Regions from separate parts of the Mus musculus genome. Here region 2 is linked to region 1. Evidence: chromatin contacts called from public targeted proximity ligation data. All regions are on one chromosome and are shown on one strand. The core of a region is the stretch at or near the end of the contact, and the rest is flanking DNA. Distances in the headings are between cores, read along the strand shown. Region 1 overlaps Dennd3 (DENN/MADD domain containing 3). Region 2 has its middle 14 kb from the start of Ptp4a3.

The links.
Region 2: a targeted proximity ligation map of memory CD8 T cells shows a contact between it and region 1, with 12 read pairs. A contact is called at or near these places in 2 of 130 datasets of targeted methods (the 230-238 cell line and memory CD8 T cells) and 3 of 9 other capture datasets (adipose tissue, liver and pancreatic islet).

What each region holds. Positions count from the first base shown.
Region 1 is chr15:73,542,273-73,549,501 of GRCm38.p6, forward strand. It overlaps Dennd3 (DENN/MADD domain containing 3), which reads left to right. Exons shown (of 23, transcript NM_001081066.1): 10 at 448-544; 11 at 2,086-2,189; 12 at 2,674-2,873; 13 at 4,849-5,370. Among named protein-coding and RNA genes, the nearest start is that of Dennd3, 33 kb to the left of the region's middle.
Region 2 is chr15:73,730,196-73,737,424 of GRCm38.p6, forward strand. It overlaps a transcript of Ptp4a3 not described here. Among named protein-coding and RNA genes, the nearest start is that of Ptp4a3, 14 kb to the right of the region's middle.

The sequences.
Region 1 (7,229 bases), core at 2,284-4,783:
TGGCCATACCCTGCAGGCTGTCGAGTATTTATAGCATGCCTCTGTAGCTTGGGGAGATTGTAAACTGAGGTCCCATGGGCTTGTGGGACAGGTTATGGAGTGGAGAAGCTTGGCTAAATAGACTTGTGGCTGTGGCTGCATTGTGGGCAGCATTTCCATGCCCTCTAACTCCAAATTGACCTCTGAACTCAGTGGTTTTTGTAGCATGATAGCTGATTGTTGAGCCTTAATTGGCATAAAGAGCTGAGGTCCAAGGAGGCAGTGGCCCTGTCTCCCAGCTTCTTCCTGGTTAGAGAAGTGATGAGGACCACACAGTCCATCCTGATGCTGTCATCCTGGGATGCAGTGAGCTCCGAAGAGTGTGTTTCTCAGCACCATTCTCCTGCTGGACAGCATGACTTTGGGCATTGTGGTGGTTGAGTGCGTGGCCCACCTTCTCTTTGCTAGGGAAGTGAAGAATCACTTGAATTATGAACACCGCGTCTTCAACAGCGAGGAGTTTCTCAAGACAAGAGCGGCAGGGGACCAGCAGTTTTATAAGCAGGTAAGAGGGGCGGGGCTGGGAGGCTCCACCCACTTATTCCTCCTTGTTGAACCGTTTCTCAAAGGCCTTTCCAGATCTAATCATGTCTTATTGTATTGGTCTTTTCAGAAGTTTTTTTTTTTTGTCTGATTCCATTGCTACCTTATTTCTAAATTAGCTTTGTAGTATAGTACATTAATTAAGAGACACAGTATTAAGCATGTGGTTTGATGGACTGTGGCACATGTGCCTTCCTGGGTGACCATGTCCTCAGTCAGGGCATCAGGTACCCTTTCCCTGACTTCAGCCTAGGCAGCCTTTGCTCTGTGTGTGAGGAGAACGTGGCCCTGGGAGGGTTCCTTGCCATTGCCCTGCTAGTCTGAGAGCACCAGTCCTTTCTTTCTCTCAGAGACGGACCTTAGCTGTGTCTTGGCAGCTTCCTGACATTAGCCTAGGTTTGTGGGGGAGCCCTCTGTTTCTGCCCAACCCTTAGTGACTGGTTTGTCCAGTGTACAGAGCACAGGGGTCTTTGATCTGGCAGGCAGCCCTGTGCCCACCCCCCACCCCATGGGTCTGTTGTGACATATTTGAGGTGGGAAGAGCTGCCTGCCTCCAGGGTACAGCCCAGCCACTTGGGTTAACTGGTATGACTCCCTCATGGTGCTTGCGTATGCCTCTCTTCTCCTTTTCTGCCCTGTGACCCTCCTGGTGTCCTCTACTTTCTTATAGTAACCCAGGTCGGTTTGTGGACCCACCATCCGGAACAGGGCTCTCCATACCAGCGCTGGGTTCTCTAGCTATTCAGACTGTTCCCTTCAACCTTTGTGTGGCCTGTTTCTCTTTTGCATCTTCCTGCCTTTGCATACCTGGCTTGGGTATTCCTGGAGCCCCACCTTGTGCATCTGGGTACCTTTTACCTCCTCTTCCTGCCTTTGTTGGGAGGAACCTGTAGTCCGAGAGCTTGCTTGCCGGTGGACAAATGCTTACCTACAGAACCGGGTGGAAACAACTACAGCTGCGGTGCTAGGGGGGTCCCCTGTAGAGTCAGGATCCTGGGGCTGTGTGGTTCCTGAGGCAGCCTGTCAAAGCAGACAGAGCTAGTCTGGGCGCTGTAGAGTGTGCAGAGGTCCCTGGGATGCGGGGCACATATAGCACAAGCACAGCTGGCCTAGTGGCCAGGCGACCTGGGCTTTTTTAGCTTTCGTGATTTTTTAGGTGCAGGTTAGGAATCTCTGTGTCCATACGAACCAATTGCAAGCCTAGAGAGATGATGGCTCAATGGCTAAGATTGTATTCAGTTTCTAGCACCTACCCTGAGCCCATAATCTCAGATATCGGGGGATCTGACTCCCCTGGCCCCTGTAGGCACCTGCATATATTCACAGACACATTACTAAAAATAATAAAAATAAAAATGCATCCATTGTGAAGTTTCCTGTTTGCACAGACTCCTGCCCAGTGGAGCCGGTGGGGGAGAGGCCATGCCTCAGTGGGGCTGCTGTTGGCTTTGGATGGAGGCCGGAGGACCATGAGCGCAGCATGACAGCCTTTCTCACATGCAGGTTTTGGACACCTACATGTTCCACTCCTTTCTGAAGGCGCGGCTCAACGGCAGGATGGACGCCTTTGCTCGGATGGACCTCGACACTCAGTCTGAGGAGGACAGGTGCCTAGCTCTGTTCGAGGTCCTCTTTGGGGGACTGAGGGTTCATACGTCCATTTCATTTGGACATACAGATGATCAGTTCAGTGGGCTATTGAGCAGTTCGCCAGGAACCTCCAAAGGTGCATCCTCTGTGTGTCCCCATTGCGTGCAGGCAGGCTCTGTGTGCCTGGCGGAGCATCCTGCCACACCCTGATCTCTGTCCGTCTTCATTTCCTTCCCATGTTCCCCATTCACAGGCCTATTTTTTTTCCCCTGTGTTTTCCTGATATCTCGTGTGCATCACCCACGACCGTGCCCTGTCCATCTCTGGGACTGTGGGCTGAGAACCTCTGTCCTTTCCCCTTGAGCTACTTGAGGCTGGACTTAGTGACAGGTTCTTACCCGTGCATGCCTCTCACCCTGCTCATTGCTCTGGGTGCGATAGGGAGTAGAGGCTCACACTTACATCTTCGTGCCCATGAAGTGAACTCTTGCTTTTCCCTAGGATAGACAGGATGCTGATAAGTCCAAGGAGACCTACTGTGGAGAAGATGGCCTCCAGGAAGGCCTCACCCCTGCACATCACCCACAGACGCATGGTGGTCAGCATGCCCAACCTGCAGGACATCTCCCTGCCCGAGCTGCCTCCCAGGAACTCATCGCTTCGGATAATGGACACCTCAAACTGCAGAAGCAGCAGTCCAGGTGAGGTGCTACCCTCCTGCGTCTATTCCCCCAGTGTTGCAGCTTAGAGATCATAGCCTGCTTCTGAGGGAGGGAATGTTCTTAAGAATATAAACTATTTTGGCCAGGCATGGTGGTAAATGCCTGTTATCTTAGCAGCTCAGGGGTCTGGTGCAGCATTGGTGCTTGTGAGTTCGGGACCAGTCTGGGTTTCAAGCTACCCTGTGTGAATGTGGTCATAGTGAGGCTGAGTTCGTGCCTCCATAAAAACAGGGGAAAAAAATCCAAAAAACTGGTTTTTAAAAACTATTTTGTGTCTCTGCCCCCACCACTGTGTGTGTGATAGATAAAATACATGTCTGTATTTACAGATGTGTGATGGGATGCCCCTGGTCGGTACCAGTCCCTTCCTAAAGGTTGCTGTTAGATAGTTACAAGCTATTATTGTATTTCTGCAAAACCTTCTCAAGGCTCTTCCTGGTCTGTGTGACATCATAGGCGTCTACGGTGTGTCCCACAGAGTCCTTACTGGGTACGGAAGATTGTTGGGTGCCATGCATGGCCTTGCAGCTGCTGGTCTTAGCTCGGGCTGTCTGTCTGAAAAGACAGTATGGAAATGAAAAAGTCTCAAAGCTCAGAGCAGTAGGAGGAGGTGTGAGCCCCTTGGTAGCCACTTCCTGGGTGTCTGACCTCAGACAGACCAGTTCCTTTTCTGGGCTTGGCAGGTGTGTGCACACTCACTCTGGGACACAGTCTGCCTGCCTTTTCTGTGTTCATCTGAGCTCCCTGACCATTGTGGGCTCCACCTTCCTCCAGCCTCCATAGCCAAAGGACCACCTCTCGCATGGGTGTGGATGCAGTGGCTACCTCTGGTCCCCTGTTCCAAGGAAGCTTTTAGGAGGAGAGGGACTTCAACTCTTGGTCAGTGTTTAGTCCCCAGGGGGCTTCAGAATGCCTGTGGCACTTAGCTCCGGTCTCTTTAGTCCTGACCTTTCGAATCTTTGCAGTGGGAGTACTGGGCTACCACTGCCCAGGCCACTGTTAAGGTGACAAATGCTTCTAAAGGCTAGGCCCTACTTAGCAGGCATATCTTGGCTTTGGTTATCAGCTTAATCTTCAAGGGCCCAGTCCTAGCATTTTTACTTAATATTCATAGTTTTAAAAACATAATTGTCCCATGGAGAATAGTTACTGCCTCTCTGGGAACAAATGGACTCTTCTTTACCTCTGGGGTATTGGGAATGCCCTGGAAGGGGCATGTAGGTGTTGCGGGAAATAATAATAACAAAAAATGAGCTGGCATGCACCAGCAACTCTCTTACTGGTGGGCTGGCCGGCCCTGCAGTAGCAGGCAATGGTCGACTTGTTTTTATCTCAAGAAGACTCTCTGGCCTGGAGCTCCTGGAACATCTCCACCCAGCTTGCTAAGTTCCTCCTGGTGGGTTGCTACCACACTAACCCCAGGCTTCAAATCCCCCATGACCTTTGTGGTACACATCAAGCAAACCCACGTTTTGCCATCATACCTTTCTCTCTTGAACCCAGACGAGCCACCTCCGTGAAGAAAGACACAACACAAACTTAGTTCTGAAACAACAGTAACTCAATCACTAGGCACAACAACTAAAATCCTAACTTGGAAGCCTTATTAAATCTAAATCCTCCAGGGGCAAATCCTGACAGATCCACCATTGGAACCCAGAGACACTCGTAATTACATCTTGTCCTCATGTTGTGCCCACCAAAAACACCTAACTCTCTCCTGTTTCCTCTCTTCCTCTGTCTAACTCGGAAGTCCTTACTCGCCCAGTGATTGGCTCCTTTATTCCTTAGGGAATTGGTTCACAAGAGCAGCACCAGGCCCATCCACAACACATGGGTTCTTGTCCAAGACACACAAAGCTGCCCTCAACAGTGTTATGGGTGCCTCTGCCTTTTCCAGGACCATGCTAATTACATGCATTTTCCCTTGTTTGTTTGTTTGTTTGTTTTTTAGTTCTCAAAGTGACCCCTAAGTCAACATATATGTTCAAGATCCCTGATATCCACTTCCCACTGGAGAGCCAGTGTGTTCAGGCATACTATACAGACTTCGTCACTCTCCTGAGCAAGGCCATGGCGCTGTTGGGTCCTGGCGACTCTCTGCTCCTAGCCAGGTACTTCTACCTGCGTGGTCTTCTCCATCTGATGCAGGGACAACTGCTGAGTGCCCTCTTGGATTTCCAGAACCTGTATAAGACCGACATAGGGATCTTCCCGGCTGATCTGGTCAAGAGAACGGTGGAATCCATGTCGGCCTCTGAGCGGGCCCAGGCCGAGCGGACGCCTGAGCTCAGGCGGCTCATCACAGAGGTCTTTGATAAGCACGGCGAGGCCCCCAAGGCAGATGACGCCGTGAAGAACTTCGAACTGCCCAAGAAGCACATGCAACTCAATGACTTTGTGAAGCGAGTCCAGGAGTCGGGGATCGTGAAGGACGCCGTCATTATCCACCGTCTGTTTGATGCACTGACCTTCGGTAAGAGCGCCCCACAGCATCCCTGGGTACCAGTGTCCCCCAGGTCTGCAGGTCAATAGCTGTAATTCAACCTCCTAAAGATTCAAGGTATAAAAACGAGCTGTGTCCTCACTGAACATGGACACTGAACATGGACAGGCTTTGTTTTTTTCCTTGTCACTGTTCCCTAAGGCATGGCTGCTTAAATTCGTACTCATAACCGTTTTCACCCAAGAGATTCCCATGAGACCTAGGTAAATCAGAGGAAGTGCAAATAAGTGCAAAGCAAACACTGACTGATAATAAATCACAAGGACGTGTATTTCTAACTATGTTGTATACAATATGATATTAACATTGGTTGAAGAGAGAAGCAGGACTGGGATATAGTGCCTGTCTAGTATGCTTGAAGCCCTGGGTCCAACTCCAGCACCTACAATAAACTAGGCATGGTGGCTTACAACTATAATCCTAGCATGAGAGAGGAGAGATGGGAGCGTCAGAGGGTCAAGAATACTTGGTTACATAACAGGTTTGAGAACAGCCTGGGCTGTGTGAAGCTGTCTTAAAAATTTGTATTTTAGGGGGCTGGAGAGGTGGCTCAGCAGTTAAGAGCACTGACTGTTCTTCCAGAGGTCCTGAGCCATCATGTGGTGGCTCACAACCATCTATAAAGGGATCTGATGCCTCCTTCTGGCCTGTGGGTGCATATGCAGCAGAGCATTCATATATAAAATAAAGAAAATAGAAAAAAATCTATTTAAAAAAAAACAGATGAAAGCAAATATCCCACATAAGGAGATGAATGTACTTATTTATTTTCACAAAGAAAGTTAAATATTTTATTTCTATTTATTCTTAATTTATGTGCATTGGTGTTCTGCCTGCATGTATGTTTGTGTGAGGGTACTGAATCCCCTGGAATTGGAGTTACAGATATTTATGAGCTGCCATGTGGTTGCTCATGTTGGAATTGAACCTGGGACCTCTGGAAGAGCAGCCAGTGCTCTTAATTGCTGAGCCATCTCTTCAGTTCCCCCAACACCCCCAACCTCTGTTTTTGATACAGAGTCTTGCTGTATACTTCTAGCTGTCCTGGAACTGACCAGGCTGACCAAGTTGCCCTCAAACTCACAGAGATCAGCCTGCTGCCGCCTCTTAAGTCGTGGGATTAAAGGCATTCACACTCATACCTGGCCAAAAGTTAAACAGGTGGACATTGTGCCTCATGTCTGCAATCTTGGCACCTGGAAGTTGGAGGTAGGAAGAACTGTTGAGTTCAAGGCCAGGCTAGACTACATAGTGGGTTTAAAGTCTGTCTGGGCTACAGAGTGAGATTGTCTTAAAAGAAAAAAAAATCTTGTAAAATCTTGACCAAATATTTGATTCTGCAGGGCATAGCCCATCTTCAGGGTTTTTCAAAGTTGCTATTTATTTTGATTTTGTAATTATCAATGCTTAGAATCCCACTTTACATTAATACTTCGTAAAAATGGTAGCTGTCTGAATGGTTAGTTTCAGAAATTATCTGAAATTCCATCCTAATTCCAAGCCAAAATTCCCTTAATGGTTTTCTTTAAATCAGCAACTCAAATTTAAGTCAGCGACTCAAGCTTAAAAAGCAATTTTGAGGTAAAATATTCTAAGACAGTGCAATGCAAAGATATACTAATTTGCTATTTACGTGCTGAGTAACGACAGTAAGAAGATATTAAAAGTCTCTTTTTTTTTCCCCTGTAATGAAACCAGTATGTGTCTGTAAGAGCAGAAAACTTCATATGTTAAAGACACTTATCACTCACAACACCCACTAGCTTCAAGTCCAAGTCAGCGTCTTAGGCAGCTTTTGCTGGTGTTTATATGGCTGGATGGTATGCGCA
Region 2 (7,229 bases), core at 1,761-4,260, 190 kb after region 1:
GGGGCTGGCCCAGAAGGAGGAGGTAGGTCAACTGTAGCAAGCAGGCCTGGCTTGTCCCCTTCCCTTGGGACCTGGGCTCCCATTGCACTCTTGCTCGAACCTCCCTGTGACTCAGGATTCCCGGAAGCAGTTCAGCTGTGTTTGGAGGATCCCCTATCCCACCCAGGATAATGCCCTCCTGCCCCAACCATCATGGCTTCTGCATTGGCCCAGTGTCACTTGCTGGGTCCCTGCTGTCTGTGCCCCAGAGAGGATGCTGCTTCTTTCTGGCAGCCCTCTCTGGCAATGCCCACTGGCCCTGAAACTCTGCCAAGGCAAGCAGTTCCCTCTAATCTCCCAGTTAAGGCAGCAATGAGGCCCCTCCTCCAGGGTCAGCTTTCCTCTGGCTGGTTGCCCAGAGGCCCAGCAAATGCTGGGAATTGCGTTGCCGAGCTTAGAGGTGCCCAGAACTCCCAGTGGTCCCTCCGTGGTGATCTCCCTGCCTCTTCTCTTCCCTTGGCCTTAGGGAACATAGCCCTGGATATACCATACAAAGCTGGATGGCTGATAAGTACAGCCTGGATGGCTGATTCCTGGCTATCTGAGCTGAGCTGCTGCACCTGAACTGGGTGTTAGCGGGCACCCCCCCACCCCCCGAACGCTGATTTCACTCTCAGGCCTGTGGCCTGTGGGGGTGCTGCCTGCTGGTGCCTTGATTTCCCTTTCCGTCAGGGCTCTTGGGGCTGGTGTGGACCAGTAGTGGCTTCAGAGCTCACAACAGATGATCGCAGCAGTTAAACACTGTTCACGGCTCAGCTTGTAGATTTGGCCACGTTTGTTGTAAATGGCCCAGGGAAGAGCTTCCTTGTATGCTGGCCTTCCCCTTTATGCTCAGCGCTACAGGAACAGGATGCCAACATCACACTTGGACTTTCCCATGGCCTTGACTGTGGGCCTCTGGTTCCTGGGTCTTGAAGGGTTGTTTATTGCCTGCCTCCCTACCCCCACTTACAATGGAAGTTCTGGACAGCTAGGGACGTGCGTTTGGGCATTGTGTGAATCTCTTAGTCCCATCTGCTGGCCCTGATCCCACGTTACCCCATTGCCACTGTCCTGGCTGCTGTATGGGGGATGAGGACACAGGCTATTGGCTTTGTTCTGCCTCCCAGGTTCCCTGGAAGCAGTCCTGGTCTGTAGTAGCTTCATGGGAGTAGAAAAGTGGAAAAGGCATGGTCCTATACTGGAGAAACTCTCTCTCTCTCTCTCTCTCTCTCTCTCTCTCTCTCTCTCTCTCACACACACACATACACAGCAGGATGACAGAGGACAGTAATCATCTTCTTGGAGCATGTAGCTCTGCATCCTAGAGGTTGTGCTGCAGGAAGGTGATTTTCTTCTTACCGGGTAGTCAGGTGGGCTTCTAGGAGGTGGTGGCAAATGGTATGGAGAGAGGGGCTAGTGGGGTGCAGCCCACGTCACCTGGGCAGGGCTTTGCTGAGCCCTTTGGGGTTGGTGGTTAGGCACTGGTCCAGGGTACCTCTTTAATTCTCAAGGTAACCTGGGGGTGGCTGCTCTTTAACCCCGCCCTCCACCCCTCGCCAGTTCTCAGGCAGGAAGCTGCTGTCTGGGGCTGGCCTCCTGCAGGTGGAAGTGTCAAGTGGAAGGCAGGCTGATGTTATGCCTCTGCAGAGTGGCCTGAGCCAGCTCTCTTGGTCCTTTTGTTTGTGGTGAGCCAGAGAAGGCACCCCCAGGTGTGTGTGGGAGGAACCCAGAACAGCTGTGGCACCCAGTTCCCTCAGTGACAGAGAGGCGATGATTAGCTCATAGGACTGCACCACGCTGACGGCTGACATTTGTCTGCTGCCGTTTGACTGCGAGGACCTCAGTTTCCTCCCCTGTCAGAAGGTGTGAAGTCTCTGTTTAGGGACTTCGGGAGTCCTCAGCTACTGCGAGGCAGGCCCTCCTGCTCCCCCCTACCCCTTTGTCTCCTCCTACTAGCTGTAGTTCCCACGACTGGCCAGTGCAGGAAGCCATCTGGAGGGCTTATTTACCCTCGCTTAGCCTCCCTGGCAGGAAGTCACCGGAAGGGCCGTCCCCAGGGGCCCCTTCAGGCCTGTGAGGACAGCCAGCGGCTTGGGGGTCTGTGCTGTGGAGTCCCCCAGTGGAGCAAGGGGGCAGGGAGCTGGGAGAACAGAGCCAGGCAGGGCTGGGAGCCGGGTGTGTGGCTGGAGTGGGGTTGAGACATTTCATCTAGGAGCCATCTGACCGTCTGTCCACCCCTCCCCCGCCCAGAGGAGGCCCAATAGTGCTGATCACAGGACTCAGGCAAAGCCACTTGGGGCTCCATCCCAGGGTGGTCTGTGTGATGTGTGTGGGATCCTGGGAACAGGAGGGGACACACGTTGCACGGACCACCAGGTGGAGGCTGCATGGGGGAGGAGTGATCTCAGGGCAGGAAGCGGAAGAGGTGCAGGAAGCAGATGTGGCCTTGGGAAGGGAGGGGCCCCTGGGAGTGGGGGCAGAGGAGAGAGAAGTAGAGAGATCACAGAGCACAAATAGTACCAGTGGTCTGGGCCCTTCGGACCCCTCTATTCCCCTTCCACAGGCCTCTGGTCCGTTTGTTCCTCAGAAGTCCTCTCGGACCTCCATATCAGCTCATTAGACTGGCTGTTTAGGCCTAGGAACCTGGGCTTCTGCCTTACAGGCCAAGCGTATCCAACTGCCCCAGGCATTTGTCCATTGGCTGGTCTAAGTGTGATTGACAGGGCCTGGGGACTGTTCCCACGGACACTGCCAGCTGGGCCTGCCCTGCCCCAGGAGGGACCTCGAACCCTGTGGGACCTGTGGCCTGGGTTCTTGGCAGCCTTGTGTCTGTCCTGGCTTTTCGTCTGCCTTGGGGAGTTGGGTGGGCCCTGGGGGTCACACAGCCCTGTCTCAGCCAGCTATGGGTAGGTCAAGGTATAGCCTCCTCATTCTCAGTGTCTCCCCTCCCCCCTGTTTCTGGAGACTTCCGGTTTCTGGAGACTGTAGCTTACGATACGACCCTGAGTGCAAACCCCTAGATGTGCTGGGGTTTCCCAGACAAGCATCCTTCCAAGCCTCTGTCCTGTGCTGGAGGAAGTGAACATGAGAACCCAGTCTGGGTCGGAACAGAGGCTGTCCCTTGGCACAGTGGTGGCCATTGATTGTCCCAGGAGGACCACTGGTAGGTCCAGAGCATTTGCTGTGTACACCGAGGACATGCCGTCCTGCGATCCAGCTTCACACAGCCCTGGGCTGAGACTCCCCCCACCTCAGAGGCTGTGCCAGGGTCAGGAGATGATTGGCTGTCTCTGTGAGGCCAGACCTTCAGAGTGGGGTCAGCCTTGGCTCAGCCCAATAATCTTGCCTTCCCACGAGATACCGAGTGAATCTGAGATAGTGCAGAAGTCCCAGTGGAATGGGCTAAAGTATTTAAACCACAGCCAACCCCAAGTGTAGCCAAGGAGCATCAAGCACAGTGGGCCAGGTGTCTACCTTGTAGCTGAGAGTGCAGAGCCCAGGGTAAGGCTGACTGCACCGTGTCCCGGCCTGGCTAGGGCAGGGACACCTTAGCTGTGATGCTTTCCTAGGCCCAGTACACCCCGCTGATACCAGGGGATCTTCCCTCTGCTCTTCCCTTGGCCTGCCAAGACGAGGGCATTTGGATGGACAGAGTCAGGCTAATTTGGGATCCTAGGCCTGTGTTCACAGCTGGGAGGCAACACCCAGAGAATCCACAGGATACGGCACATAAGCCCGCTGAGCACGGGAGCAGAAGGATGGGTCCTGGTCCTCAAAGATTCCAGAGATGATATAGAGACCATCAGGCCATGCAGGCTAGGGTGATCTGGAGAGTGTGTGCGTGGTTTCTGGCCAACAGCTCAGCAGGTCTGTGACCAGAGAGTCCCCTAGAGAGTCCAGAGACATCATTCAGGAAGTCTTTGCCAGGGTGAGGCTACATCCTTAAGGATCCTGGAGGGCCTCCAGAGGGAGGCAGCCAGGATAAACACGAACAAGAAGCCCACCTGCCCTTTACCGTGTAGGAGCATGCTGTGTTCAGAAGTACTGGTTAGTGTTCATCCCCCACCAACCCCCACTGACCACTGGCTAGACTAGAGAGTCACCGAGCAATACGAGGAAAACCAGGAACCCTCTTCTCTAAGCTTTAGGAGCTAGCAAGAGCCATAGGCTGCCCCAGCTGGTGCATAAAGCCCATGTGGGGAAGAACAGGTCTACAGCAGTTAGGGAAGGTTGAGTTGAGTGCCTGAGAGACCTGTATGGTCTCTGCTGCTGCCCAAGTCTGGGATTGCAGGCTTGTGTTGGTACCCTCGGCCCCCCAGCTGCATGCAGACCCTGGATAGCTCGCTCCTGGCCACTCGGTTTCCTTGGTTTATGTTCCCAGACAGAAGTAATCCTGGTTCTTTCTTGGCATGTGCTATCTTCCTTGAGGTGGGCTGCGGGGGTGGGGGGGATCCCCTGAGAACCTTCCTTCTCTTGGGGGAGGGGCATCCCAAGTGGTGACTTTTGATCATCTCTATCTTTGGTCCAGGCTCTGAGGTTGGGAGGCTTGGTGGGAAGGGACAAGCCTGCCAGCTGTCCTTCATTTCACTGGCCACGTGGTCCTGGCCAGGCCTGGTGTCCTGGGTATGTAGTCCCCACCTTGGTCTTATCCCACTGCACACCCCCTGTATTTGCATACCCATTGAAATACCTACTGGGTGCAGTGTTCAGAATCCATAGACAAGGGCATCCCCTCAGTGGGAAGAGGACAGATTCCAGGTCAGACAGTGCTGATGGACAGCTGTTAGCCCAGAAGTCACTGACCTGAGGTTCGAGTGACGAGGAGACGTGGGGAGGCAGAGACGTCCATTGAGCAGCTAGGCCGTGCAAAGGCCTGGGGGCAGCGCTGCACTGAGCTCAGTGGTTTGCAGACGCAGCTGGGGAGGCAGGTGCAGAGGAGGCTTAGAGAACAGTTACTGGTTCTGGGGCGATCCTCTGGGTGCGAGAGCATCTGGAGGAGGCCATGGTCTCCCTGAGGTGTGATGGGGGAAGATGAACGACCTAGGATACCCAGCTGGGGCTGTTCCAGGAGGCCTGGCCCTCAGGCGAGTGGCTCAGCATCTCACTAGACCCCCTTCCAGAGCTGCCCTCTGCCTGGGGTTGTAGGGACTGTCTGTGTCCTCTCTTGTGTTGGACTCTGGGACAGGCCTGGATGAAGACCAGAGATCTGTTGGTGCCCATGGTGACTCTGATTTCTGAGAGCTGGCCTAGCTGGCTTTTATTATAGATGATGCCCACTTATTCCACAGTGGCCCTTTGTTGCTGGGCCCTCCTGTGGACACCTATCCTCTACTCTTCTATTAACAATGACACGTCCCTCATTGTCCTGTGTATATGACAGTCACACAGTAAGCCAGTCCTGGGGATGTCTACCCCACTACACAGTTGGGTGAACTTAAAGAAGGCCAATGTAAATAGACAGTGACTATCCCATCCTGTAGGATGGTGGGAACTGGCCAAGTCTTTTTTCTTCCCCTTCTTTCCCAGTGTTTAGGGTCCTTCAGAGAGAGACACTCAGCTGCCCAGATCTCCCAGGAGCCTGCTACTGGCTCTGTCCAAATAAGCTCAGTAAACAGCCCCAGGGTGCTCTCTCTAGCTCGCTTGCGCTCTCTCTCTCTCTCTCTCTCTCTCTCTCTCTCTCTCTCTCCCCCTCTCTCCCTGTATCCCTCTCCCCCTCCCTCCCTCCCTTGTCAGAGTGTGTTGCAGCTTTTCAAATGCTTAGACAAACATTTCCTGTCCTCAGGGGAGTGATCTGAGCTCTCCTGAGGTCCTGACCATTGCCCAGTGGCCCATCAGGTCTGCCCTTCTCCCCTCCTCTCCCCTTTACCTTGCACCTCTTCAGTGGCCACACACTGCCAACATTCTGCCAGGTGCCCCAGGTGTGGGCTGGATTCTGTTATCCTGCCCTTGTTGCCATAGCCCACTTCCCTGCCTGGTTTAAGCTCTAGGCTTCCTGGTCCCTCTCGGGGTGCCACAGTGCTCTTGGACCCCGGCATCTCATAGCATCCGCCTCCCTTATTCCTGCAATGATCAACACTGTCTCCAGCTCGGGCTCACAGTGATCTAAATGTCCCTTAGCCGAGGACTAGATAAAACATGGCATGTTCCTACAGTGGAATACGATTTGGCTAATAAAAGGAAGTGAAGCACTGGCTTGCTACAAGTGAGATCTTTGAAGACATGCATGTATGGGAAAAGACATCACAATGGTTCCATGCGACATCCTTTTAAAATCCCAGACAGGGAACCACAGATGGGGGCCAGAGGAAGAGGTGAATGCTTGTGGCTGCTCTGTGTGCTGACAGGAGGTCCCCAGGGCCTCACACATGTTTGCCCAGCACTTTGCCCCTGGGCTGCAGCTCCAAGACTTCCAAGTTTTAAATCTGGAGACAGAGTATTGCTGTATACCCGAGACAGGCCTTAGACTGACAACAGTTCTTTTGTCTCGGCTGCCTGAGTGTTGGGATTAAAAGAAAAATTCCCCTGAAATCTTTAGTTAAATTTATTTATTCAATCACCAGTTGATTACTTGATTAATTGATCGATCGATTGATTGATTAATTGATTAAACTCCCAGGAGTTGGTTTTCTTCCTCCACCATGTAGGTCCCAGGGATTGAACTCAGGTCTTCAGGTTGTGCAGTAAGCCCCTTTACCTGCTAAGCCATCTTGCTGGGCACTTGAGTGCTGGCATTCCAGGGGTGTTCCACCACACTTGGCTGCAGAGTCTCTGTAGTTGTGAAGGTATTTTGGAACTGGGAAGTAGCAATGACTACTTAGCCCTGAGAATGAACTGTCAACCACAGCATCTCATACTTCCTGTATGGTGTACATTGTAAGGTATTGTAATTACTGTAAGGTGTGTATGCGTGTATGCGTGCATGCGTGCATTTGTGTAGAGGCCAGGGTCAACTTTGTGTGTATTTAGTCTCCCAGGAGCCATCCACCTTATTTTCGGAGGCTCAGTCTCTCCCAGGCCTGGAACACGTCAGTTAGACTGGGCTGTTAGGCTGGTCAGTGGCTCTGGGATCTGCCTGTCTCCATCTTCCAAGTGCTAAACTCGTGCTATTACACTTTTAACTGGGGCTCAGGGATTGAACTCAGGTCTCCATACTTATGTGGCAAGCAGTCTTTTGGTTGAACCGTCTTCCTGGCCACCACCACCACCAC